Linked DNA regions of Sus scrofa: all the other regions are linked to region 6. A link is a contact called in public HiChIP or PLAC-seq data. All regions are on one chromosome and are shown on one strand. Each heading gives the region's core, a stretch centred on a gene start, on an enhancer-like site or on the middle of the called end of the contact. The rest is flanking DNA. Distances are from core to core; before and after follow the strand shown.

The links. HiChIP or PLAC-seq counts read pairs in DNA pulled down with a chosen protein or histone mark.
Region 1: a contact with region 6 is called in an H3K27ac HiChIP or PLAC-seq map of skeletal muscle. The contact joins two enhancer-like sites. A contact is called at or near these places in 2 of 2 datasets of contacts at active chromatin or transcription factors (alveolar macrophages and skeletal muscle).
Region 2: an H3K27ac HiChIP or PLAC-seq map of alveolar macrophages shows a contact between it and region 6. The contact joins two enhancer-like sites. A contact is called at or near these places in 2 of 2 datasets of contacts at active chromatin or transcription factors (alveolar macrophages and skeletal muscle).
Region 3: an H3K27ac HiChIP or PLAC-seq map of alveolar macrophages shows a contact between it and region 6. The contact joins two enhancer-like sites. A contact is called at or near these places in 3 of 47 Hi-C or Micro-C datasets (embryonic fibroblasts and skeletal muscle) and 2 of 2 datasets of contacts at active chromatin or transcription factors (alveolar macrophages and skeletal muscle).
Region 4: an H3K27ac HiChIP or PLAC-seq map of skeletal muscle shows a contact between it and region 6. The contact joins the promoter of ARID1B here to the enhancer-like site in region 6. A contact is called at or near these places in 2 of 5 promoter capture datasets (fetal skeletal muscle and liver), 12 of 47 Hi-C or Micro-C datasets (brain, embryonic fibroblasts, fibroblasts and 5 more) and 2 of 2 datasets of contacts at active chromatin or transcription factors (alveolar macrophages and skeletal muscle).
Region 5: an H3K27ac HiChIP or PLAC-seq map of alveolar macrophages shows a contact between it and region 6. The contact joins two enhancer-like sites. A contact is called at or near these places in 2 of 2 datasets of contacts at active chromatin or transcription factors (alveolar macrophages and skeletal muscle).
Region 7: an H3K27ac HiChIP or PLAC-seq map of skeletal muscle shows a contact between it and region 6. The contact joins two enhancer-like sites. A contact is called at or near these places in 1 of 47 Hi-C or Micro-C datasets (heart right ventricle) and 2 of 2 datasets of contacts at active chromatin or transcription factors (alveolar macrophages and skeletal muscle).

Annotation. Positions count from the first base shown.
Region 1 is chr1:10,140,766-10,144,697 of Sscrofa11.1, reverse strand. The region is part of intron 2 of ARID1B (AT-rich interactive domain-containing protein 1B); the gene reads left to right. Among named protein-coding and RNA genes, the nearest start is that of ARID1B, 85 kb to the left of the region's middle. Within about 2 kb of position 2,022, at least 13 of the 83 cell types and tissues checked have an H3K27ac peak or open chromatin away from gene starts, as enhancers often do. A contact at or near this core is called in skeletal muscle, where this site is marked.
Region 2 is chr1:10,180,023-10,183,752 of Sscrofa11.1, reverse strand. The region is part of intron 1 of ARID1B (AT-rich interactive domain-containing protein 1B); the gene reads left to right. Among named protein-coding and RNA genes, the nearest start is that of ARID1B, 45 kb to the left of the region's middle. Within about 2 kb of position 2,257, at least 7 of the 83 cell types and tissues checked have an H3K27ac peak or open chromatin away from gene starts, as enhancers often do. A contact at or near this core is called in alveolar macrophages, where this site is marked.
Region 3 is chr1:10,207,223-10,211,165 of Sscrofa11.1, reverse strand. The region is part of intron 1 of ARID1B (AT-rich interactive domain-containing protein 1B); the gene reads left to right. Among named protein-coding and RNA genes, the nearest start is that of ARID1B, 18 kb to the left of the region's middle. Within about 2 kb of position 1,980, at least 5 of the 83 cell types and tissues checked have an H3K27ac peak or open chromatin away from gene starts, as enhancers often do. A contact at or near this core is called in alveolar macrophages, embryonic fibroblasts and skeletal muscle, where this site is marked.
Region 4 is chr1:10,225,578-10,229,380 of Sscrofa11.1, reverse strand. ARID1B (AT-rich interactive domain-containing protein 1B) reads left to right here and starts at 2,000. Exons shown (of 21, transcript XM_021071898.1): 1 at 2,000-3,645. The coding sequence starts at 2,026.
Region 5 is chr1:10,159,894-10,163,691 of Sscrofa11.1, reverse strand. The region is part of intron 2 of ARID1B (AT-rich interactive domain-containing protein 1B); the gene reads left to right. Among named protein-coding and RNA genes, the nearest start is that of ARID1B, 66 kb to the left of the region's middle. Within about 2 kb of position 1,556, at least 2 of the 83 cell types and tissues checked have an H3K27ac peak or open chromatin away from gene starts, as enhancers often do. A contact at or near this core is called in alveolar macrophages, where this site is marked.
Region 6 is chr1:9,991,868-9,995,624 of Sscrofa11.1, reverse strand. All of the region lies in intron 3 of ARID1B (AT-rich interactive domain-containing protein 1B), which reads left to right. Among named protein-coding and RNA genes, the nearest start is that of ARID1B, 230 kb to the left of the region's middle. Within about 2 kb of position 1,949, at least 83 of the 83 cell types and tissues checked have an H3K27ac peak or open chromatin away from gene starts, as enhancers often do. A contact at or near this core is called in alveolar macrophages, brain, embryonic fibroblasts and 4 more, where this site is marked.
Region 7 is chr1:9,812,714-9,816,449 of Sscrofa11.1, reverse strand. All of the region lies in intron 14 of ARID1B (AT-rich interactive domain-containing protein 1B), which reads left to right. Among named protein-coding and RNA genes, the nearest start is that of TMEM242, 150 kb to the right of the region's middle. Within about 2 kb of position 2,214, at least 15 of the 83 cell types and tissues checked have an H3K27ac peak or open chromatin away from gene starts, as enhancers often do. A contact at or near this core is called in skeletal muscle, where this site is marked.

The DNA of each region.
Region 1 (3,932 bases), core at 773-3,272, 150 kb before region 6:
GGAACTACCACATGCCGCAATGTGGCCCCCCCCCCAAAAAAAATCCAGCCAAGCAATAAGTTAGCTAGATGAAGACTGACTAAAACAATGAAGCTTTAAGCTCATCAAAACAGTTGTTTTGAATGGAGCCCTAAATCTGGGGTGTGTGTGTGTGTGTGTGTGTGTGTGTGTGTATGGATGTGTGTGTTTATTGTTTTAAAGTAACAGAATTAGAGATAGGAACATATAATCCATTGATTTACATTAGAGAAATTAAAATTAGCTTTAGAATATAAGAACTAGCTGACTGCTCTCTTATTCATGGCATCCGTAGAGATGCTATAGTATTCTTATGACAGAGACAGTTGTTGAAAATACCATCATGAAAAATAGTGGTTTGTTTTTTGTTATCACATTCAAAGGAAAACTTCTGGCTATATAGCCTACTGTTTTATGTACTGTAATTGTAATTTGTAACTGTGTTGATGTAAATTGGTTGCTGAGTGTCCATAAGGCAGTGGGTTCCGGAGTCATTCTGGACCTCAGTTTCTTTGTGAGGTTGTCATGAGGTTGAAACGTGTTCATATATTACTGGTTTCTTAGAACAGTGCCTGGCGTAGGGCAAACTCAGTGTGTGCTGCCCATGTTAACCCAAATGAACGTAATTGCAGATACCACATGGAAAGATGGATGTATGCTTAAACACACTGAAATACGAGTGACCCTTGAACACCGAGGATTTGAGATCCCAAGTCTATTTATATGCAGGTTTCTTTCCCTAAATATGGACTACAGGAGGCACAGTTGATTGAACCTCGGAAGAAGAGCTGCAGATTTAGAGGGCTGACTGTAAAGTTATGCTTGGATTTTTGGTGCCCCAACCCCACATCATTCAAAGGTCACCCATATCTGAATGCGTAGAACCGTATGTCCACGTGTGCGTGTTTCTATGGTGATCATATAACCTACATATTCAGGACACTTTGAATGATGTTAATATAAATACTTGAAATTCCCCAGTGTGTGGCATGTGCTGTTTTTAGCATTTTTCATAATTTAATTCATGCCACTTCAGAGTGATTCTATGGTGTATATACTATCTCATTTTATACACGATGAAACAAAGGCATGGAGAGATTAATAACTAACTTTCCCCCGTACTTGCAGCGGAGAAGCTCCAAGTCAGTGCTGCTCCGTACTCTTAACTACGAAGCCATGCTGCCTCCTCAGCATCACATGTTGGATCTTGTTCATGTATTGGATTCTCATGTTTGGCTCACTCTCTTAGAGCCATACATGTTCAGTGTGTGTGTGTGTCATAGCCCATATATGTGTGTGTGGGGGGGTTTGTGTGTGTATTCTTACTCACACGAATATCACACACACATGAAAATAAATGCTAGCTTTAAAAAATGCTTAGGTCTAGTAAACCCCATTGCTTAAAATACTTTGCTTAAATGTAAATCATACTGTGTTGAAACTATAGCATAAAGGGAAGGTACTGGGGGGGAAAGCTAGAAAAACGGTTGATGCAGTATCTAAAATGAGCATTTGAGAGATTGAAGTGTTGATGATGTAAGGTTAAGATGGGGTCTCTGACTTGACTAATTTATTCCGAGGTTGTAATGGCCCAGAAATGCCTATGGTTGAATTTATGGGTGTCCCGTGGTGACAGCTGTGATTGAGGGAAACCTGTATTTTCTGCCGTCGAAAAGTATCACAACCAAAATATCAACATAGTAAGATTTAAACCAGTAATCTCACTTGAACTTCATAGTAGGCTTGTTAAATAGTGCCTGGAGTATTACCATTTCCCAGAGGAGGAAATTGAGGTTTAGGTTAAGTAACATTCCCAGGGTTATACACTTTTGAAGTGTCAAAAGGTGATCCTAGGTTTTCTGGTGACAAAAGTATGTTGTTTTTTCTGTTACCCACAATTTCAGGAGAATGTCAGAACCCAGTTTTCCTCCCTATGTAGAGGCAGTGTGTAGCCCCTCTGCAGCTTAAATGCCAGGCATAAGCCACTTGAAATTAAAGGACAGGTGGCCCAGTGGATAGAAGGAGAGGCCCTGGTGTGGCCATGGCCTGGGTCCAAACTTCTGGTGTGGGGGTTCCGCCAAGCGCTCCTTGTTTGCTGCTCCTTGTTTGCATTTCTGGGCTCAGTGTCAGGGAGGGCTTTTTTCCTGAAATTTCTGTTTGAACTGGAAATTGAAGGTGGAGCTAGAGTTGAGAGGGGGGCTAGAGAACCACGACCAAGGTGCCGGTCACCTGTTCTGGAAATGCTTTCATTTTCATTTTTCTTTTTTAGTTCGACTTGAAGAGAAAAGAGGCAAATAGCTTTGTATTCCTTAACCAGTACAGTAGTCAGTTTTGCATTTGAAATACAAATGAATGTCTGATTCGTTCCTTCTCTGTTGTCCTTTAAACTTTTGGCCTTAAACCTAATGTGATGGTGTCGTGCAGCGTAATCCCGGTGTTGATGCCATTGGCACTGCCACCCGTTGTCTGATTTGGGGGCCGTAATGGGTTTCAGAGCCGGGAAGAGCCCTCCTTCTCCTTCCTTTAAGTGTTAGTATTTGGTGACTTAAATAATTTTTAGTTTTTCATTTTTTTTTTCTTAAACATCACAGTGTTTACTGTCGTGTTGTAGAGCAAATGTGAAAAGGAAACTGTTGAACATTTATTTTATAATTTATACGCCAGCATTTTATATGGAGCCGTGAGTATGGCAGCTTTTCCATTTGTGTCACTGGGACGAAAGCTTTTCTAGATTAAAAACTGTAGGTTGCAAAACATGTGGTTTTTTGCATGTGCAGTTATTTCTTTTTCACTGAGTCGTCCTTCCAAGCCTGGTCTAAATGTGCTTGAAAATTACCATCTGCTCCCTGCAGTTTGGAGAGGGCACAGAAGGACTAAGGTGGAGAGCTGTCACTTCTAATATTTTCATTCAAACTTTCGCACCCTTCTTGTCTAGTTATGTAATTGCAGCAGGAATTGCTTTAGCCATTTGGTCTTAGCCTAATTTTTAAAGGGTGGGGGGCACAGGCAGAGACTTTTAAAATATGATACCGTGGAAATTTGAGAATCTGATAAACCATAAAAGGACTTAGAATTTAACGTCACTGCTCAAGAAGGTAGTGGCTAAGTCCATTGCATAAGCGAGATGAACGCTTTTACCTTCGGATACATTTTCTTATGCAGAATTTGCTTTCTTACCCATTTTTAATGCTATATTCACAAATTTCATTTTCTAAAGTTGGTATAGCATAGATTTAATGATTTAATAATCTTCGTAATCTTATTTAACATTCAAAATCTATTATAGATAATATTGGAAGGACTTTCAGTTACCTGCATAATTTATTTTTTTACTGTCCCTTTTTTAATATTAAAAATTGATCTATTTTGGTTTTGATTGAAATGAACAGTTAACAGTAGGATTTGGAAATGAAACATGACGGAAGCCTGTTAGTGTAAACTGCCAATAATTTCTAATAGTCAGGAACAAGAAGACCATTAAAAAAATGGGATTTATGCCAATAAAAAGGTAGTAAGATAAAATGATAGTATTACTGTAGTCCAGAGCTGTAAATTTTGCTCTTCCTGCAAGTTAATTATCTAACATCTCTACCAAGATGAAGACAGTAGTTTTACCCTTTCATTTTCTTGGGAATTATCATGAGAGAAAAAAATAATTCCAGTCTTCAGTTGCAAAATGGTGGGTTTTACTTCCATTTAATGGAGTCTTCAGTAACTCCCACCAAAGATACTTAGTTAAGATGTCGATAATTGATTTTTGAGGGACAGCATTCTGTACTTCTCATAATTAGAACAGAGAACCTAAAACAGAAATCCTCTTTTTTTCCTTGCTATTTTGTTTCTAGCCTGTGACAACCTGAGTCTCTTTAGAAAAAAGCCTCTGGGAGTTCCCGTCGTGGCGCAGTGGTTAACGA
Region 2 (3,730 bases), core at 1,008-3,507, 190 kb before region 6:
AAAAAAAAAAAAAAAAATATCTGCAACCTCATGGTTCCTGGTCGGGTTTGTTGACTTCTGAGCCACGATGGGAACTCCATATATATATATACATATATATATATGTATGTATATACACACACACACACACACACTCATATACATATAAGTATAAATACATAATTGTATATATTTTATATATATATTTGTAAAGTATCCCTAAGAGTGAAGAATCACAGCTTCTGATTGTTACTTTTTATCGGTAGTTTCTGGAAGTTACTTTATATACAGGTAACAACATATTAATATTTTATTTCTAAAATAAAATATTGCAAGTCTAGGTCCTTAGTCATTTTGAAAAGTAAAAATCCAGCGATATTTTAAATTATTTGAGTCAAGATATGATTTAAAATGTGGTTAGGAAAAAGCACTGTGTCTTCTGTCTTGTTTAATGGTAATGTATGTGTGAAAAATAAACTTCTTTATTTAAAACTACAAATCAAAACATTTATTTCTGATTAAAAACTGTACAAAAGTTAAGGATCCACTGTGGTCACTGCATTGGCCTAGGTCACTGCTGTATGGTGGGTAAGATCTTTGGCCCAGACATTTCTATATGCCTTGGGCATCCCATAAAACCCCCCCAAAACAAAAAAACTGCCCAAATAAAAATTGTCTGTAATCCCATTTTCACAAATACATTTTTTTTTTTTTCTCATCCCTTTGCCCCCTTCAGATTTCATTCATTTCATTCATTCGCCTTAAGGAAACCAAAAGCAAAAATATTGACAGAGGTCACCTTTCCAAGTCAGCGTCTGAGGATTTTGGTTCCTGCCTGCCCCTCCTCGCACGCTGTGAATGGCATCAAGCTTAAAGCACAGCAGTAATTTGATGCTTCTTAGAGCCAACAACAAAACAGCCTTTTCTGCCTTGTCTGATGTCTTAGGAGTGTATTTCTTTTTCTTCTTTTTTGCTTCTTAGGGCCACACTCGCAGCATATGGAAGTTCCTGGGCCAGGGGTCAAATCCGAGCTGCAACTGTCTACCCACACTGTAGCTCACAGCAATGCCAGATCCTTAACTTACCGAGCAAGGCCAGGGATCAAACCTGCAACCTCATGGATACGAGTCGGGTTTTGTTTCTGCTGAGTCACAGCAGGAACTCCCAGGAGTCTATTTCTTGATCCTTCCTATACTTTTTTTTTTTTTTTTTTTTTTTTTTAAGAGCCACACCTGTGGTGTATGGAAGTTCCCAGGCTAGGGGTCCAATCAGAGAGCTGTAGCTGCTGGCAATGTGGGATCTGAGGTGCCACTGTGACCCACACCACAGCTCACTGCAAGTCTAGGTCCTTAACTCACTAAGCAAGGCCAAGGATCGAACCCATATTCTCATGGATACTAAGTCAGGTTCGTTTCCACTGAGCTACAACGGGAACTCCCTTCCTGTACCATTTTAAAATGTGGCAAATATTCCTGATTGACACAAGAAGAACTTACACTGTATTTATAACCGGATTTGAAGTTTCAGTGTTCAGGTCTTAATAAACAGGTACTGTTTCGTCATTAATAGAAGTAAGAAAACTTGGTTGCGTTTTTCCCCTACCTCAGTCTCATGAAGGCACACAGAGCATGATACAGTAGAAGGAACTGTGGGCCTGAGTCAGGAAACGTGTGTCCCCGCCTCAGCTCTGCTAGTTCTGCAGCCTTGGGGTGAGTCCCCGCAGCTCCAAGCCTCCATGACGCCACCTTCGGTAATTGGATTCTGTGGTGGTGGTGACGGCAGTAACTGAGCATCTTGGTACTTTCTGGCTTGGAGAGGAATGTGAATGAAGTGAGGGAAGAAACTTTGGTGCCCGGCTCCTGTTTTTGACTTAAATTGATTTTAATGCCATTAGGAGGAGAACTTCACTATTGCACTTGACGTTCCATGCATCTTCTGCATGTGTGTACAGAATCAGTGTAGAAATTAGTGAGTTTTACTTTTCATTTTTGAGAACATTGTATTTCATGTGATCAGTCCTTATTCCCAGGCAGTTACGGAGTTGCCATGTTTATTCTAAGTCATTTGTGCTATGTGCTAAGTGACATAAAAGGTCAAAATGTGGATGTTGCCATCTTAGTCTGCTTGGGAGTTAAGAAATAGCGCATGACAAATAAAAAAAAATGTTCATGAGTTAAATATCAATATGGGGCAACTCAGAAGTCAGTTACAAGCTGCATGGGACAGATTGCAGCAGGTCCCTCAGATAGTGTTACGGGGCGTGTGGTGAAGGGGGAAGCTCTGTGGTCCTTGAACCAGGGCTTGAGAGAGCGTGGGTTTAGGCCAAGAGGAGAGCAGGAGATCCTCCTACATGTTTGTGCTGAAACTGAGAGTGGGTTAGGGGGTTGGAGGAGGCTGAATGCAGGACAGCTGTGTCCCATCCACCCCCACTCCACAGCAAGCTGTGGTCATGTTTGCAGGATGCCTGGGGAAAACACAGGCCTTGTAGAGTTCTGCTGAGGCATCATCCCAGAAAAGTCAGCGTAGACTGCTTCCCGCTATGACGGCCGCTGCGTACAGGTCCCTGTGGCTGGCCGTGATCCTCATCAGCTGGGTTTTCACGTGGCTGTAATTCACGCCCATCGCTCCTAAGCACTTGACATTGTCTTAGAAGTACTTTTTCCGTGTCCCTGTCTGTTCCACTATGCTGGTATATTGTGGATCATTCTCATATTATGTAATCGTTTATTAGTTGTGTTGTTCCAGTTTTCTTTGAACAGTTAGAGGCTCTGAGATCCTTTTAGTTTTCACTAATTCTACTTTCAGTATTATCATGAGCCGGGTATCCTTTTTCCCACTTAGTGACTGAGAAAACTAAGAAATAAGCACCGTATTCGGAGTCGCACAGTGGTAATAAGTGGTGGATAAGGGCATGGACCCCAGCTGAGTCCAAAGCCCATGCTTGCCCCACATGACAGACGATGCTGCCAGGCTGTCTCCCTTCAGTTTTAGGAGTCAGGATAAACAGCACTCCTGCCCCATTTGAGCGAGTATTGTAGTTGGAACATCATTTTTAAAGCTTTTGCTTAAAGCTTTTTGTCATATTCCATAAAGAGTTCACCACTGCTTTATACCCACTAGTTCAAATACTCATTGACTCACACTCTGGGTTTTATTATTTTTGTTGTTTCGTATGTAGTGGGATATTACTTCAGAAATTTTCTCTAGTTGTTGGTAAGACAGGAGTTCTTCCCAAATAATTCTTCAAAATGGGAAGAGTTTCTTTTCTGAGCTCTTGTTTAATCCAGGTATATAGATACGGACTGTGGATCATGAAGATATCGTAGTTCCTCTTTCTGTGGGTTTTTCAGTTCCTTTCTTCAATTTGTGGTTTAAGGAATTCGGCTGAAAAATTGTGAAATATTGTATTCATTAATAAACTATCTCATTAACTTGGTATTTAGAGGTGAATACAGTTACATAGATATCTTTGTTATAAAATACATGTGTAGGCATACTCAGAAAGAGTGATACTGAGGGAGCCTCTAAATATAAAAAGCATCAAGTATATCTGAAGTTTACTAAAAATACAATGACTTCTTCTTGAACTTGGATAATCTTTAAAGCGTAGTTAGATTTCCAGGCGAGCCTCTGAAAACCTATTTAAATGCCTGTAATACCGCCTAACTGTGCTACCTAATATATTTAGAATCTATATTCAAATAGATATTTAAAAAAATATGCATTGTACTCCTTCTTGTTTAGTAGCTCC
Region 3 (3,943 bases), core at 731-3,230, 220 kb before region 6:
ATTTGTACGTGGCTGTGACCGAAGTTTCTGGGATGGGCAGGTGATGGACCGGCATGGAGAACAGTGTCTACTAATACATGCCTAATAAATATTTTTGGACGAGAGAAGGGTTGAATGGACGGGCCTACGTCTCAGATCACTTGGTGTTAGGGGTCCAGAAATTGGTAAGTTTAAGAATGAAGGAAAGAGGACAAGTGACCATCAGGGAGCAGAAGATTGGAGAGTAGGGGGAACACAGGCAGCTGGAGGAGAAAATTTTAGAGTGAAAAATCAATAAAATGGAACCGAATGTCGTTATGTGCCCAGAGTGAACTCCTATGGTGGTGAAAGTTGTAAGACAAACCCCCAAATTGGCATATCTTAAGTCCATCAGGGTGTTAATAATACAGCTAAAAGAACAAATGTAAGCAGAAAAATCCTCTCTTTGGTGAGGTCATTTCATGACACATAGTCATGATTATGTCTGCCTTTGCTCTTGCCTCATGGCTGTTCTGGAGGCCGTGGTTTGGGAAGGTGTTAAAAGCACCCCGTCACTAGACCTAGGCGTGTATCTCATTTTGATTTGTACCTACTTAGCCGAGGAACAGCGTCTAGGCTGGCCAGGCCACAGGATGCTGGATGGGTCCGGAGACCCTCTTGGTCCTTGTCTTCCTCATTGTGTCTGATGATCCTTACCATTCAGTACTGGGGAATTTCTCTTTTACGTCCCCAACTGATTCTGTCTTTTAAAATAAAACCAAATCTCATAGCTTTGAAAAAAAAAAAATCAATTTGGCTCATAACCTTGTTTGAAGCAAGTGATGTGAAGTTAAATCCCACTTAACCACTGCTGCAGAGGTTTTTGAGCAGTAGGCAGGATGGCAGCACTGGCTCTGTTCATGTCTATTTCCTGGGTTTTCCGCTTGCATTTCCCTCACCTCCTGCTTGCTCCTAAATTTGAGGCTGCAAGAATTTCCAGACGAGGTATTGCCATAGTGCTGTTTTTAGCTTGGGATTAAATGAAGGCTTTCCTGTCTCTGTTTCCTCTTTTGATTTTGTTTTATTTATAATAATGTATCACTACTGGAGTGCCCATGGGTTTATAGTTTTTGTAGTTAATGCTGACTGTACCTAACCCATCTCAAGCAAATGAATTAACATCCTGTAGGAACCACAGAGAGAAAAAAACAGAACAAAACTGGAAACCTGTTTTTTAGGTTTGTTGCTGAGTGTCACAGGCACATCCTTTTCTCTAAGATCGGACCTTTGGTTTTGTTCGGCCTTCAGGCTTCTGAAGGGCTGGGCATCTTCATTGTCTTTGCAGCCACGTGTTAATCTTGTTCGTTGTGATATGAGGTATCTTTTGCCTGGAAAGCTAACAGCTGTCTACCCGTGTCAGTGCTTTCAGAGAATTTCTGTAGGAATGTATCATTCATCTAGTGCTATGATTTTCGACAGTATAATCTTAACATTCCGAAATAGCTGAGAAAGCCCTAAGAAAATCACTGTCAAAATGCTCATGAACTTAACTCTGTCAAAGAAGAATAAAGCCATCGCCTCCTTTTCCAGGCACAGATGATAGTAATTTGGTTCGCCGTGGTAACCTTCCCCTTGGCTGTATGAAGAGTACAGAGTGGAGAGGTTAGTCGAGCAGCTGTGGGCGGCAGGTTAGAAGCGAGGCACCTGTAGAAGCAGGCAGGTGAGATGCAGCAAGTTCTGCCAGGCCTCAGGGAGGAGGCAGGCTGCACTGGCTGGTCCCTTGTGACCTTCTAAGGGCATCGGGGAGAAGCCGGCCAGGCGGACATGCCTTGGTGTCTTGGAGCACCTTGGGCCCCGTCTGCAGGAGAAACAGGGTTGTAGAGCTCTGGGGACACCCTCCACGCCCCAAGAGATCCTGCGGAGGAAGAGTGGGGAGCCAGGCTTGGACCTGAGTTGATTGCCAGCTACTGCACCACTTTATGTGTACTTGACTCATTCAACAAACAGCTCTCCATGCCTATCGAGACACTGATATCTGTTTAGCACCTGTTGTGTGACAGAGTGTTGGAACTAGGCTTACAGCAGTGAATGAGACCCAGACCCTGCTTCTGGGTTTATCTTCCAGTACAACTTGAGTCCCCAGAGATGGCAGATCCCTGCATCTACCAGGGAGGAACAGCAGCACGGGGGAACTTGAAAGAATCGAAGATTTCATAATAATGAGGCTGTATAAGAATATGTACTGCGGGAATTCATGCTGTGGTGCAGTGGGTTAAGGCTCTGACTGCAGGAGTTCCCGTCGTGGCTCCGAGGTAGTGAATCTGACTAGTGTCCATGAAGACTCTGGTTGGAACCCTGGCCTCGCTCAGTGGGTCAAGGAACCAGCATTGCCGTAAGCTGTGGTGTAGGCCACAGACACAGCTCAGATCCTGCATTGCTGTGGCTGTGGTGTAGGCTGGCAGCTGCAGCTCTGATTTGACCCCTAGCCTGGGAACTTCCATATGCCGTGGGTGTGGCCCTAAAAAGCAAAAAAAAAAAATGGAAAGAAAAAGAAAAGAATCTGACTTAAGTGACTTGGGTGGCTGTGGAGGCATGGGTTTGATCCCTGGCCCAGCCCAGTGGGTTAAAGGATCTGACATTGCAGCAGCTGCGGCTCAGATTCAGCCCCCGGCCCCAGAACTTTCACATGCTGCGGTGTGGTCATGAGAACAACAACAACAACAACAACAACAAAATATATATACTAAAAATTTGTAAAGGAGCTACCGGTTCTTTCTGTAGTCTCTTAGAAATGCACCTCTTGTGTCACAGGATGGTGACATTTTCACTGTCACTGGTTGAAATGGCACATGGCAGCCCCAATGCTGCCTGCATGTCCTCCTCGCTGAGAAGAAGGGGTGGTGCAGACCCAGAGTTCTGGCTCGGACTCCGCAGGGAGACATCACATGGTACCGTAACTTTTGAAGGTGTTCAGTTGCTTTTGAATCATCCTGTATATTTAGTAACAGGCTGTGGTTTTGGACATGTTGGGTTTGAGATGTGTTCCAAACAGCTAAATGGAGATGCTCGTAGGCAGATAGAAAATAGGGATCTGGAGTAGAGGAGGGAGATCTCGGCCCAGAATATAAACGTGGGTGCTCAGCAGGGGGTGTCGGTGGAGCGTGGGTCCATGAGCTTGCCCTTGCCATGTGTGTGAAGAGAGGGGTGCTGAGGAATTCAGGGAGCACTGACGTTTAAAGTGTGAAAAAGGAGCCAGCCAAAGAGCTGTAGAAGGAGATGGAGAATGTAGGGCGTGCTCCACAGAAGCCATGGAGGGCAGAGGTTTCTGGAAGAAAGGTGTGCATAGCTGTGGTAAGCGCCGAGGAGTGGTCAGGTAAGAGTGGGAGCGGATGTCCGGGTCGTTTGGTCATTGGTGACCTTTGGGAGAGCACTCGGGAAGGAGACAAGCAGTAGGAGCAGCAGTGACTAGGAAATGAGAAAGAGGCTTCGAGATGGTTGAAAGAGGGGTGGGGTTATTGGCTTGGTTTCAAAATTAAAAAAAAAAAAAAAAAAAAAAAAAAAAAGACCTGGAAGAGGGGTAGAGAACTCGCCTTTGCTGTGCTGTCTTCCTTGTGTCAGGCACTGTGCCGGGTGCCCCCTAAGTGTCAGTTGTCCTTTCTCCTCTCCCAGTGGACAGACACTGCTGTGGCGGGCATAGAAGGGACTGTTCTTTTCCTTGTGTCCCCAGTGCCTGATGCCTCCCCCGCGGACAGGACTTGCTGTGTGCCTGTGGAGGGCCGTGCCTGTTGGATCGTCTCCTGTTAAATCCTTGCAGCATTCCCTCGTGACGGCTCTTGCATCCTCCTTTTATAGATTCTAAGGAAACGTAGGATCAGAGGGGCACATGTACTTCAACCAAGGCCATGAAATGATGGCCCCAAGAGTCAAGCCTGAGCCAGGTTCACCCTTTATTAAAGGCGGAGGGTATTTCACTAGGTTTGTAGGC
Region 4 (3,803 bases), core at 751-3,250, 230 kb before region 6:
TCTGTTATTCTCTCTTATACATGATGCTATAACTCCTGTTTTCCAGTTGTTTGCAGAGAATTGCAATTTGTTGTTTTACACTCTATAATGACCCTTGGGTGTGCACCTGAGTCCCCTCCCCCCAATTAGTCACCAGTTTTTCACATCTATCCTTTTCTATTTAGTCATGTAACATATTAATACTTCCTCAAGCAAACAAAAATAACCCCTGTGGTTGAAATAAACTAAAATAGTCTTTATGGAAAGCTTAAGAATGAGGTGATTTTGGAAAACTACATTCTACCAAAATCATATATGTTATTTCAGCTAGCATGACCTCTTGAAAGCTCTGCTTTCAAATGCTTTCTCTCCATGAAAACTGAGTCCACACTAATACAACTGAGCCATTGTTTAGGTTAAGAAGTCCTGCTTTTGAAGATATTCAGGATGTTACTAGGTGAGAAATTCACAATAAAAAAATTTAAAACATCATAAAGTGATAAAACAATAGCTAATATTAAAAGAACAAAGCATGAACCCTTTTAGCTCTAGGATTAGATTTGATGGATTTATATCATCATTGATTTTATGTTTATTAAATAACATGTTACTTTTTTTTAGTTTTGTCTCACATTGCTTAGAAATGAACTCATATCAAGAGGGTTAATTGTGCACATAACCTCTGAAATACGATGCAGGTATGATGTCATACAGATTTATGAAGACATGAGATAAACCTTTGCAGTCGCTATTATGGCACCAGGAGTTAAATTTCCACGTGCAAGTTGCTGGGAGCATAACGCACCACGCTACGTATTTGAAGACTTTCTCTTCAGAGCGAGGACAGACAAGTGCATGGGAAGGAAAAATGCTCCTTTGGGATTACTTTATGTTTTCATTGATAAGCCTACGTACACATATAAGATGCCTTAAAAAAAGTTATATCAACGTTATTTTTGGGGCAGGTGCAATCAACCTAAGCATTTATTGAGTACCTGCTGTGTACAGGGCACAGCGCTTCTGGAATGCGGCTAACCTTCACTTAAACTCTTTCCTAATTATGCAGTTTAAAGAAGTTGTGGGAATTACATTGACGGCCCGAAATCAAGGCAGAGAGGCTAACATGCTGAAAAATTACATAACTCTTGGGAGAGGCAGTGCTTTTGCACAGATTGCCCAAATATCTTCTTTCTCCGTCGGCTCCTCGTAACCTTTGAGGCCAACAGACAACTTTGTTCCCCAGCCCTTCTCCCTCTTTTGTCTGCTCGTCAGACTCGTTTTCCACCTTTGAATCGTTCCTTTTAGACGTGAAAACAAACACGCGAACGCCCGGTTGGCAAGGAGACGGAGGCACGAGGGGAAAGTGCAGCCTCCCGTCGCCCCACGCCGCCGCGCGCCCGGCGCCGGCCGAGCGGCCCGAGCCCCCGGCCCGGGGCCGCCGGTGCCCGCGAGGCTGCGCCCGGGCGGGCAGGCGGGCGGAGGGCGCCGCGGGCGGCGGCGGCCCGGGCCGAGTCCAGTCCGCGTTTTGCGAGTGCGCACGAGTAATCAGAGAGAAGTGGATAATAGTTGCTCGGGCTCGCTCGGCTCCCTCTCATGCCATGCTGGGCCCGATAGGCTCAGTGAGTCGTGTATTTACCCATATCCGGGTTAGAGAGGAAAAGAGAAAAGTTTCATTTAAACCTGAACTAAAAACTTTCACCATGAAATCACACAGCGGGAACAGGCCCAGACCGTAAGGCGTGACTCCCGGTTCGGCTCCGGCGGGGCCTGTGGAGGGGGAGGGGGCTCGCTCGATTCCCGTCGGGGCGTGTGGATGCGCACAGGAGGGGCCGCAGACTAAAAAGTGGGTTTTATTGTCTCCCCCCGCCCCCCGCCCGGCCTCGCCACGCCGCGGCGATCATGGCCGCGCGGGCAGCAGCGGCGGCGCGGGCGCGGGCGGGCAGCGGCGAGCGGCGGGCGCCCCCCGGGCCGCGGCCGGCGCTCGGGGCCCGGGACCTGGAGGCGGGGGCGCGCGGCGCGGCGGCGGCGGCGGCGGCACCGGGACCCATGCTGGGGGGCGGCGGCGACGGCGGCGGCCTGAATAATGTGCACCACCACCCCCTGCACCCCCGTCACGAACTGAACATGGCCCATAACGCGAGCGCGGCGGCCGCCGCCGCCAGCACTAACAGCGCCAAGAGCGGCGGCTCCGAGGCGGCTCTGAAGGAGGGTGGAAGCGCCGCCGCGCTGTCCTCCTCCTCCTCCGCGGCGGCGTCCTCCTCTTCCTCCTCGTTGGGCCCGGGCTCGGCCATGGAGACGGGGCTGCTCCCCAACCACAAACTGAAAACCGTTGGCGAAGCCCCCGCCGCACCGCCCCACCAGCAGCACCACCACCACCACCATGCCCACCACCACCACCACCATGCCCACCACCTCCACCACCACCACCACGCACTACAGCAGCAGCTAAACCAGTTCCAGCAGCAGCAGCAGCAACAGCAGCAGCAGCAGCAACATCCCATTTCCAACAACAACAGCCTCAGCGGCGCGGGCGGCGGCACGGCTCAGCCCGGTCCCGACATGGAGCAGCCGCAACATGGAGGCGCCAAGGACAGTGCCGCGGGCAGCCAGGCCGACCCCCCGGGCCAGCCTCTGCTGAGCAAGCCGGGCGACGAGGACGACGCGCCGCCCAAGATGGGGGAGCCGGCAGGCGGCCGCTACGAGCAGCCGGGCCTGGGCGCCCTGGGCGCGCAGCCGCCGCCGGTCGCTGTGCCCGGGGGCGGCAGCAGTGGCGGCGGCCCGGCGGCCGTCTCGGAGTTTAATAATTACTATGGCAGCGCTGCCCCTGCTAGCGGCGGCCCCGGCGGCCGCGCTGGGCCTTGCTTTGATCAACATGGCGGACAACAAAGCCCCGGGATGGGGATGATGCACTCCGCCTCAGCCACCGCCGGAGCCCCCAACAGCATGGACCCCCTGCAGAACTCCCACGAAGGGTACCCCAACAGCCAGTACAACCATTATCCGGGCTACAGCCGGCCCAGCGCGGGCGGCGGCGGCGGCGGCGGCGGTGGCGGAGGAGGAGGAGGAGGAGGAGGAGGAGGAGGAGGAGGAGGCAGCGGAGGAGGAGGAGGAGGAGGAGGAGCAGGAGCGGGAGCTGTGGCGGCGGCGGCCGCGGCGGCGGCAGCAGCAGCAGGAGGCGGCGGCGGCGGCTATGGGGGCTCGTCCTCGGGGTACGGGGTGCTGAGCTCCCCCCGGCAGCAGGGCGGCGGCATGATGATGGGCCCCGGGGGCGGCGGGGCCGCGAGCCTCAGCAAGGCGGCCGCCGGCGCGGCGGCGGGGGGCTTCCAGCGCTTCGCCGGGCAGAACCAGCACCCGTCGGGGGCCACCCCGACCCTCAACCAGCTGCTCACCTCGCCCAGCCCCATGATGAGGAGCTACGGCGGCAGCTACCCCGACTACAGCAGCCCCAGCGCGCCGCCGCCGCCGCCGCCGCCGTCGCAGCCCCAGTCCCAGGCGGCGGCGGCGGGGGCGGCGGCGGGCGGCCAGCAGGCGGCCGCGGGCATGGGCTTGGGCAAGGACATGGGCGCCCAGTACGCCGCTGCCAGCCCGGCCTGGGCGGCCGCGCAACAAAGGAGCCACCCGGCGATGAGCCCCGGCACCCCCGGCCCGACCATGGGCAGATCCCAGGTAACCCCCGCGCCGGTCGGGCCTGCTTCCGCCGCGGCGGCCTCGCGGCGCGCCGCGAGCCCTAGTTTCTTTCTTTCCGCGTACTTTTTCTGCGTCTTCTGTCGGGGGAGGCGGGGGCGAGACGCCCAAAGCCATTTTAACTCGCGGCTGCCTCCTTC
Region 5 (3,798 bases), core at 307-2,806, 170 kb before region 6:
TGTAAAAGTCAGTGTTTATTTATGGGAAGAAACCCTTAAATGTGACATTTAAGTTCTCCATAAGTGGAACTGATAAGTGGAACTCGCTATTCTGGGTAGACGTGCCTTGTGGGGCCAGAGCACGTCTGTGAAACCTGGCTTTTCGAAAGGGAGCGTTGTGGATGGAGGTTTGGAAGAGCTGCTTCCACCCACTCTGCCCTGTAGCTTGTTTCCAAAAGCGGTGGTGGTGGTGACACCCAGAATGAAAGCCACACCTAGGAATAAAGGAAGGTAATAATTTAGATTGAGTTTTTAAAAATTATTGCCATGTGGTTTACCTTTGCGCTTTTAAGGAAGTATAGGAGTGTAGTGCTTCAGGATAGATGTCCTCTCATCGGCCTCCTGCTCCCCCTCGTTATTAACAGCATTTTCTTTTTTTTTTTTTTTTTGTCTTTTTAGGGCCGCACCCACAGCATATGGAGGTTCCAGGCTAGGGGTCCAATCGGAGCTGTAGCTGCCGAGCTACACCACAGCCACAGCCAAGGCAACTCGGGATCCAAGCCACGTCTGTGACCCACACCACAGCTCACAGCAACGCTGGCTCCTTAACCCACTGAGTGAGGCCAGGGATCGAACCTGCATCCTCATGGATGCTAGTCAGATTCATTAACTGCTCAGCCACGACGGGAACTCCACCATCATCTCCTCGAGCCGGTTCTCTTATTGGTAAATTGTGAGACAGTCACTAGATGACACTAATAACAGTCCTGGTGTCAGGTATTGCAGTTAGTACTTTTATGTTACACTCATTTAATCCTTGTCACACTTGCATTTCTCTGCACTTTATGAATCATAATAATAGCTAAGGTTTGTCCAGGGCTCATTCTCTATGAGCTACTTCTTCTCTTGCCTTACCTGGGTTAACTCTCTGCATCCTCAGGACAGCCCCCGGAGGCAGGTGCGATGATCCTCGGTGTATAGATCAGGAAACTGAGGCGAGAGATGCTCATCAGGTTGTTCAAATCTACGTGCAGCTGAGTGGCAGAGCAAGGACTCCAGATTCTTGGCACTTTAACCCTGGACGCATGCTAGCACTACATTTCATGATGCTGGTACAGCTGGAATGCTTCTCATCACTGAGACTAGAATTCATTTGAGTTTTTGAATAATAAGACCGATTTAATTAAGGAAGCCTCATTTTGACATTGAATGTTAGTTTCATGCTCCTTTGTGACTTTTACCAAGTTGAAAATTGAATGTCACCTCCCCTGTCTGTCACACTTAGAATGAGAGGAGGGTTTCGTTTCATTTTGTTTGAGGTGAAATCCACGGAACATAAAATTAACCACTTTAAAATGTACAGTTCAGGGGCATTTAGTGCAGTCCATGTGGTGCAGCCATCACCTCTGTCCAGTTCCAAAACATTTTTGTCACTGAAAAATGAGACCCTTGTGCCCGTTAAGACTCACCTCCTGGTCCCTCTTCCCCTGGGTCCCTTCCCCCTGACACCCACTAACCTGCTTTCTGTCTCTACGGGTTCATCTCTTCTGCATGTTGCGTATAAATGGAATCCTGTCACATGCGACCTTTTGCGTCTGGCTGCTTCCCTCACTTGACGTAATGTTTTCAGGGTGCGTCCCTGTGGTGGCTTATGTCACTGCCTCCTTCCTTTTTTTGCTCAGCATCATTCCTTCGGGTGGATAATACCACATTTTATTTATCCCCTCATCTGTTTAGCTCTTGTGTACAGTACTCTTATCAACATGTGTGTACAAGTGTTCGTTTGAACGCCTGTTTCCAGTTCTTTGGGGTATGTTCCCAGGTGGAATGGCTACGGCATATGGTAAGTCTGTGGTTTAACTCTTTAAGGAACTGACAGGTTGTTTTCCCCAGCAGCTGTACCATTTTACATCAGAATCCCAGGATTTTAGCGTCGCTCTGGTACTTACCGAGGCCAGGACAACTTGCCAAACCCTCTCTATGTGTCATCTCGTGATTCTCACCAAATCTCTGAGGTGGGTAATACTTTCCAGTGGGGAGACAGATTGGTTAGGTAGCTTGCCTGAGGCCATAGAAGCACTAGTAGAGAATTCCGTTTTTCCTTTAGACAGTGTAGCCTTCAAGACCGTCCAGCCCAGGGTCTCTCCCTGTGCCGTCCTTTCTGCTCCTGTTGGGCAAGATCATTTTGGGTGGCATGTATACACACCATTAAATAATACTGGGTTACACAGTCAGAGTTCTCTTGTACATTTTGACTTCCTTATGAACTGCAGTGTGCTCTGACACCTTTCCAGAATTTCACAGCTCCTCCTGTCCTTTCTTCTTTTTCAAAAGAGCAGTCTGAAAGCCTTGGGCAGACATCAATATCCAGGTAGAATGTAACTAGAGTTTATTGTCTCTATAATATTTATTTTTATAACCTATTTCTGGCAAGTAATGCTGGTTTTCCATTTATGGGAGTAAATACAGTTTTATTATTAAATAAAATTTTTGAATTAAAAAAGTAATTCACTTAGAGTTCCTGTCCTGGCTCAGCGGTTAATGAACCCAGCCAGCTAGTATCCATGAGGACCAAGGGTTCAATCCCTGGTCTTGCTCAGAGGATTAAGGATCCCGCCTTGCCCTGAGCTTTGGTGTAGGTTGCAGACGCCACTCGGATCTGGCGTTCCCTGTGGCTGGCAGCTATAGCTCTGATTCCACCCTTAACCTGGGAACCTCCACATGCGGAAAGTGCAGCTCTAAAAGGCCAAAAAAAAAAAAAAAAAAAAAAAAAAACGGTAATTCTCTTAAAAAAGAAAAAAACAAAACTAGTTAATGCTGTTGAGTTTACTCACTTGCAGTTTAACTCAGCACATATATTTTGAATGTCTACTCTGTGTTCTGCACTGTAGCAGGCACCGGGGAATATGAAGATGGCGATAACCACGTCTTTGCTCCTGAGCTGCTCTGCAAAGAGATCAGTGGAGCGGCAGTATGTAGTGAGTGCAGGTATTGATGGTGACCCCGGTGCTGTGGCAACGTGCAGGGCACTTCACTGAGTAGGGACAGGTAGGGGGATGTGGGGAGAGTGTTAGACCTTAGGTGTGAGTACAGACTGATGCTCATTATAACAGGTCTCTACTGACTTTTTTGTTTTGTTTGGTCTTTTTAGGGCCCCACCTAAGGCATATGGAGGTTCCCAGGCTAAGGGTCGAATCAGAGCTGTAGCTGCTGGCCTACACCAGAGCCACAGCAACGCGGGATCTGAGCCGCGTCTGCAACCTGCACCTCACACAGCTCACCCCAACACTGGATCCTCAACCCACTGAGCAAGTCTAGGAGTCGAACCTATATCCTTATGGATACTAGTCAGATTTGTTTCTGCTGAGCCACGATAGGAACTCCTCTACTGACTTTTCTCCCCCCTTTTTTGGCCATCCCGTGGCATATGGGGCCAGGATCAGATCCCAGCCACAGTCCAGACCTAAGCTTTAGCTGCAGCAACACTGGATCCTTAAGCTGCTGTGCCAGGCTGGGGGTCGAACCTGTCTCCCGGTGCTCCCAAGATGCTTCTGATCCTGTTGTGCCATAGCGGGAGCTCCTGTGCTGAATTTTTAGAATTGATCTTTTGGATTCAGATAAATACCATGATCTCATAATCTCACACGTCTGTTCACTTTTTTGTTTGTTTATTGAATAATAGAATGTGATTAAGGTCTTTGATGGTTTGTTCACTTAGTTGGACATTTATTGAGAATTGTAGGAGAACTCAAAATACACTCAAGGAAAGACACGTCTGTGGGTCCTCAGAAGGAGGTGTGCTGAGTGCCTGTGGTCAAG
Region 6 (3,757 bases), core at 700-3,199:
GGCTCCTCCTTGAGGGTACCACAAGCGTGTGAAAGTAAACAGCCCCAAACCAGACTCTTGAGTTGCAGGTTAATCATGGAACTGTGCTGTCATTCAGCCCACCAAGGTGACTACTCTCACACACAGCCATTATAACTCTGAAAATCGCATTAGGTCCCTTTAAGCATTTTGTTTTCCTACCTTTTTCTTCTGACGTGTGCATACATGCAGAAATACACACATACAGACATACCTACCAAGCAACTGACACAATTTTAAAAAAGCAGCCCAAGACCAAAAAGTTAGCTGTGAGAGGGACAGGAGGAGAGAGAGAGAGACTTCAGGAAGGAGGGAGTAGTGCATATGTAACTAAAGGAATGCCAGCTACTTACGGTTTTTAAAAAACTTTGAAATAAAGTTGAAAACCATTTAGCAAAGTATATTTTAGGAGATTAGTAATATTCAGAAAACAAATGGAATGAATATAAATCTGTTGAACATTCCCTCTCTGATAAAGAATTTACCTATAGATTTGATGCCCTGTATTCTTGTCTTTCAATCCTTGTAGATAGCATCATCTTATATGTTACTCTTTTACACCCTGATAAAAGTGCAGTGCTTCATAAGAGATGTAGTTGGAAGTTGAAAGAAAAAGGCATTGGTCCGACCTATTGTTGGTAAAATGTTGTAGTAACCATGTAATTGTAAATTGGGACCTAAAAAAAATAGATAGGAAATCCAAAATAAAACGTAATGAGCACCATTTTTTATTACCCCAAAGTTTAAAATCTGAGTAAGGGTTTGTAAATTTCTGAATTCTTAGCATATATGCCACCGTGCGTGGTTTTTTTGGTTGTTTTTGTTTGTTTGTTTGTGTTGTTTTTCCCTTAAAGCTTGTATTCTGGGTAGGGTTGAATATGAAATAGTTTCGTATAAACAACAATGAAACCTAATTCTAGCCATTTCTCTTATTCAAATTGAGATTTATAATCTTACACAGTGGTAATTTAAAACTATTTAAACAATTTCCTCAAGATTAATCTTGTTCCTCTAAGTTTTTTTTCAAGCCACTTTTATCCTCCATATAACTTGTTTATAGCTCAAGAATTATTTTTTTTTCATTAATGGTATGTGAGTTTACGCTGTATATTTTCTTTTAATGACGTACTTGATTCCTTAATTTTCTTCCAAAAGGAGATAATATGGCGTTTGTGGCTATAAATTATGTATATAATCTTAATGAGTAACAAAACAGAATGCTGCTTATTTGAGAATATGATAATTAAAGGTATATTTTGGAAAACGAAAACTTTAACTATTTGCCGGGGAAGACATGTTAGGGGCGATCTTTCAGAGGCAGCGGGCTGCTGGCAAGTGCTGAGCGAGCGGCCCTTCCGGCGCCGCCCGTCCTTGCGCCCGGTCCTTCTCCACGTCTCTCCCAGGCGCCGGCTCCAGCTTGCCTTCTTCTGCTTCTCTTTCCTTGCCTGTCAGCCTCAGAGTTAATCATTCATCGTGCTAATAGCTTATCTATTTTTATTCTTTGCCAAAGACTAGCTTTGGAGAGTAGCAAATACTTGAAGCAGAGAGAACCTCTTTCTAGCCAGGAGCCCTAATATTACTGTTTTTATTTCTCCATACATTAAAAACAGCTACGTTTGTTTCGTTTTCATAACCTAGAAACGTTGAGCAGTTTACACATCCAGTGGTTTGAAGTGGCACTCAATTAGCAAAAAACAGACAAATATTTAGGAAGAAAGTATAAAAAAGAAATCTGAAAGGGTGGGTGGTGGGGTGGGGGCGGAGGAGGTGATTGATTTAAGCACGTTCAGAAATTCCCTTGACGCCTGAGCCCCAAGAATCCGGCATCTCCCCTTGGAGGAGCAGCGGCGAGCCTGCGTGCAGGAGCCTGCGGAGCTGGTAGGGCGGCTGGGGCGAGGTTGTGCAACAAAGCTCTGGGAGGGAGCTCCCAGCAGGCACCGCGCCCCGCCCACCGCCCCAGGTTTCCCGGCAGGCAGCCTTCGCCCCGCCTCCCGCCCCCCTCCCCCGCGCGCAGCCCGCGAGCCGGCGGGGGGCCCTTCCAGCCTCACTGGCCGGGGCCTGCCTTTCTGTGGCCATTTTTCTGGGACGCTCAAGCCCTGGGTTCTTTCCCGGGGAGGGCGAGCCCGGGGTGTCTCCTGTGGAGCTTTTCCCCAAGCCAGAAAACTGGCACCTAAGCAAGGAGGTGCCGAGTGCCCAGTCAAACATGGTTTTGTAAAGTTTCTGCTGACACAGCCTAACATTTGAACGAAACACCCCAGCTGGAGTGACGAAGGCGGAGAGTGTTTTTCCTGTGCCAGTTTCATCCCAAATTGCTTCGTTTGCCCCCAACCTCCTCCTCCTCCAGTTTGGCTTGCCAGAATCTGTGTGTTAATTTTTTCCCTCCTTGCTTTGGGGCGTCTCTCGTTGCACTCCTTTATCCCCCGCCCCCGGAGGAACACCGGGTCCAACTTCTTGGGCTGGATGAGTTGCGACTCGTTTTGCGAGATTAAAATGATTGCCTGATGGTGGAAAAGCACAAGAGGAGCTGAGGCGGAAGGTCAGAGCACTGCCCCGGCCTCCAAACATCACCAGGCGGGGCCAGAGCGCAAATCCCAGTTGAAAAAAACCGGGCGGGGCCGGCAGGCGAGGGGCGGGGCAGAGCCCAGGCTGCCAAACATTGGGCGGGGCTCATGCTTGCGGACAGGGGCGGGGAGGGGCCTGAAGCCCAGGCCTATGAGGACTCAGCTGGGCCGGGCGGGTGAGGGGCGGGGCGGCCACCGCCATTGGCCGCTTGGGTGCTGCCAGGAGTCAGGCTGACCCTGGCTGGGGCTGCTTAGACTAGCACTGGGTTTCCATTTGGGTAGTAACTGTTGCTTAGAGCAAAGTACATGCTCATCCACCTTACTTGGCGGGAAAACCAACTCACAGCATTTTTGAAAAGCTGAGAAAAAGTCTAAGCTTGTAAAGTTTCATCTGCCTGTCTTTTCTTGCTGATAATTAAATGCTAAAGAGGCTTTTTGGAATTTTCCCTCTCTGCTGTTTGGCCTTTCTCAGCGTAAAGATTTAATTTAGGGATCGTTGGGAGTTCTAATTGGTCACCTTCTGTAAGAGATTTAAATAGAATGTTGCAATTTAGGTATCCTTGACACTTGCAAGTAAGCTAAACGACACAAAATCATGGTAGATTAAATAATACATGAAGTAATCCAACTAGTGGTAATCAACTATAGCCAGTGGTTTTTAAACTTTTTATTCTCCTCTGTGGACTACATAATTTCCAAAGTTTGTTTACTCAGATGTTGATACTGTTTACGTAAATAGCTTACATAAGGTATGTTTTCTCTCTATCACCCAAGTCAACTTAGTTTTGAAATTCTGGAAATGTAGTTTTGAAATAGTTTATCAATATTGATGTAGAGGCAGAATCTAGGAAATGTGTCTTGAAGAATGTAAGAAATATGGCCTCGAATAGGAGTTCTGAATATTAATATTCTTCTGGTTGCTTTTATGCCATATAATGTTATAAAGTTTATTTTGGTAGATGACTGTGTTGTATTTTCACTTGAAATGTATATACAAACTAGAGATTTTGTAAAAATAATAGATTCTAGCAGGAATGTTTCTAATCCTGATCATAGTTGCTAGCATATGACACTTGCTAGTTCCCCTTTAATCAAATGTTATTTGAGTGTTTTGTTAAAAGGGGTGAGTCATATATCAGTTTATGCTTTTCGTACAACTCTTCACACTATAGTGACTA
Region 7 (3,736 bases), core at 965-3,464, 180 kb after region 6:
TTCTGGGAGTGCCCACTGTGGCGCAGCAGAAATGAATCCGACTAGTAGCCATGAGGATGTGGGTTGGATCCCTGGCCTTTCTTGGTGGGTCGAGGATCCGGCGTTGCCATGAGCTGGGGTGTAGGTCGCAGATGCAGCTCAGATCCCGTGTTGCTATCTGTGGCTGTGATGTAGGCTGGCAGCTGTAGCTCTGATTCAGTCCCTAGCCTAGTAACTTCCATATGTCACAGGTGCAGCCCTAAAAAAGCAAAAAAAAAAAAAGATCATTTTACTGTGTGTTTCTGGCCACATTCGAGCCCTGTGACGATCCACACTGAGACCGTCTTACACGTGGGATGGGGCTGATGGTACCTGCCCCTCTGCCAATGCAGGCTGGTTCCACAGTCAAATGATAGCTGATTGCTAGTATTTCTTGTGCACTTACACTATGTCAGGCACTTTTCTAAGTGCTTTATCATTTAATATTCATATTAGCCCTGCAATACAGATAATTGTTCTAAAATCCCGGTGAAAACTAAGGCACAAAAAACCTAAGCAAACTGGCGTATGATCCTGTCGCTAGCGAGTGGAAGAACTGGGTCTGATCCTAGGCGCCTGGCTCTCATGTTCTGCCCGTGCCCCCCACACCTGTGTTTAAAGTCAGAGTGTGACAGGTAGACTCTACACATAGAAAGAGTTGTCTGTGAGCCAAAGACATGAGTTTTTCCTCTCTTAATTATTTCCCTTAACTGACAGCTGGATGGCAATGCCAGTGTCTAAGGTCGCGAGTCCAGGAATCTCACGCAAATGCTCTTTAGGCCCAAGGGGCACATGTAGTGAGCGTACCTAGACGTCGATGTGTTGGTTCTAAACACAAGAAGACCTCCTCCCTACGCCCAGCCAAAGACTCACAGCCTTTGCCAGTTATGGTTTACTTTCAAAACTGTGAAATCTAATTTTAAAACGCTCACAACATTACATTCAGTTCACAGAGTAAAACAAGCTGCCTATGAACAGCTCTGAAACGATTTTTCCAAAATAAAAACCCGGTGGGGTGCAGGGACCAAAGTGCAATGTCTGCAAAGATCTAAAGGTATATTTTATTTGCCGGGAAAGAACTCGCGTTGCTGAACGGTCTGTCCTCCTGTATGGAGAATAGCTCTCCCAGGGAGCATCGGCTCAGTGCAAGAAACCCCGCCGAGGTGTAGGCACTTCAGCAAGTACAGGGCCTGTCCTCCTACAGTCAGCCCCCGCCCCCCATTTTTTTTAAAACTACCGTTTTTATGGCAACATTCCCGCTTTAACTGCACAAAAGAGCTTGGGTTGCAGATGTGCTCCTGAGAATACGTTCTTCTCAGTGGTCCAGAAGGTGCCCGAGTCACGAGAATCAGGAAGCAGGGAGGAAGGTGCCTGAGCTGAGCCGTTCAGCCAGCGCTCGGGCTGCGGTCTGCTTGGCTTATGTGCTCTGCAGAGAGACGGACACACGGACTGGGCAGGAGGGCAGAGAATAACATCAGCCTCTCAGCCAAAAGCCAGGCCTTTCCTCCAGCATCTGTGGCCTCTTTGACTCCAGAACTTTCATTAAGGAAAATGTCTCCGAAACATCTTTCTTGTCAGAGAAGCAAAACAAATGATCCCCAGTGATTTGCCATGTCAGAGTCTCACACGCTACAAAAATTCTTCACACTAATCTTCCGCCAAAGTTTGTGTTCTTTGAAGTCAGTTTTTCCCGTAAGACTGTAACTGTAGTTTATTCCTTACTAGCCCATCCTGGCAAACAACTAAAAGATTCCTAAAAAACATTCTAGATTGTTTTTTCAAATGGTCGTGCTGAATCAGTTTAAATCCTAAATGCCAGTAATGACTTGGCATTCTACATCGTGCCTCCAGATTCCAGTTTGGATGTGATGTGCCTGACACGGATCTGAAATTCGGTCCTGTCAGCCCCTGAGAGGTCCAGCCCCTTAGCCGTGGGGCTGCACCACCATCTCCACTGTGGAGTGGCTGTGTCTTCTAGGGACTGAGAGCAAGTCAGCCAGAGGAAGCCTCCGGAATGAAACCTAAGCAAGACCTGGGGGGTACGGTTGCACCTCGGATTTGCTTATAATAGACTGTAAAGTTTCTAGAGTCCTAAGGAACAGCCAGAGGCATCGCCTCCCCAGGTGGCCTGGGCCTCCCCGAAGCTGGAATGGGGTGGGGAGGGGAGGGAGGTGGCGGGAAGCTCCACATTCAGTTAGTCAGTCTGTAACCAAAAACTCATCCATCTTTGCTGGCAGGTGGCTGACTGCATTTCTATTATTAGCTGACAGGTGATGTCACAAAACTTGTCATGGATCCAACTAGGGAATCCTCGGTGGAAGACAGATGAGAAGGGGGCTCGGGTTATACACAAAGGTGCCCTCTGGGTGACCTCTAGTAGCTGCAGACCCAGGACGCATCAGCTCTTCCTCTCTCCCCACCCAGCTTCCCACAACCCCAGCCAGAGCTGGGGCAGCGGGTTCGTGCTGTGTAAATTATCTTCCCAGCCAGGAGTCTGGCTGTACAGTCTGAAGTGTGTGAATGTACTTAACCTTCAGTAACCTTTCCATTGTTTACTTTCCAGTATACATTTGTAGCTTCTGGCAAAAAGTAGGGATATCCTAGAGAGCCAGCCTCCTCTATTAATGGAGCTTCAAGAGGTTGCATTCATTTTTTTTTTCTTCCTGAAAGGAAAGGAAAACACACTGGCAAGAGGGGAGAATTTTTCCTTTTATTTTTTTTTTATTAGCTGTGAATGTGCCTACTTATAAATAAGGCTGATTCCTAAATCATAGCCTTGTGAGCCGTGGTCCACGGGAACCGTACAGGCTGCTGTGCGCTCTGGTTCTTGACCCACGAAGCCGGCTATTTCTCCTCTCAGCTTTATGGGGCGGTCATGTCTGAGGGTCATCCTTAATGTATTTTTGAATGACTATTTTTTCTTTTATTATATTTACTTTTTAAAGATGCATTTCCAGGGTTTTACCAAATTTTGGTTTATAAGCATGAATTGGTAAGTTTCTGTTTTAAGGTATCTACATCCAAGAAGGTGTCTACATTTAAAATTAGCCTTGGAGTTCCCTTTGTGGCTCGGCAGGTTGGGACCAGACCAGGTATCCATGAGGATGCAGGTTCGATCCCTGGCCTCACTCAGTGGGTTCAGGATCCGGCGTTGCTGTGAGCTGTGGTGTAGGTCACAGATGCGGCTCGAATCTGGCATGGCTGTGGCTGTGGCTGTGGTGTAGGCTGGCAGCTGCAACTCTGGTTCGACCCCAGCCTGGGAACTTTCATATGCCGCAGGTGCAGCCCTATAAAGAATAAAAGAAACTAGTCTTCCTAGGAGTTCCCTGATGACACAGCGGGTTAAGGAGCCAGTGTTGTCACTGCAGTGGCTTGGGTCGCTGCTGCGGCTCGGGTTCGATCCCCGGCCTGGGAACTTCCATGTGTTGCAGGTCATCCCCGAGTCACTGTGGTCCTAGGCACCCAGGGGAGACGTGACGGAACGCAGTCCCTGTTGGTGGCCATCAGTATTCATTCAGGACCTCGTCTCGCTAGAGAGGTCTGGCTTGGGCTGAGGCTTCCTGAGTGGAAGCGACAGACTCGCTTCCATTTCTCACCCTCTGTAGCGCATCGCTCAGCTCCAGCTTCCTCGAAAGGGAGTCGTGGGTGGTGGTAACTGAGTCTTCATAGGAAAGAAACTATTGATGATAATATGTGCAATATCAGTTTTTACAAGCGG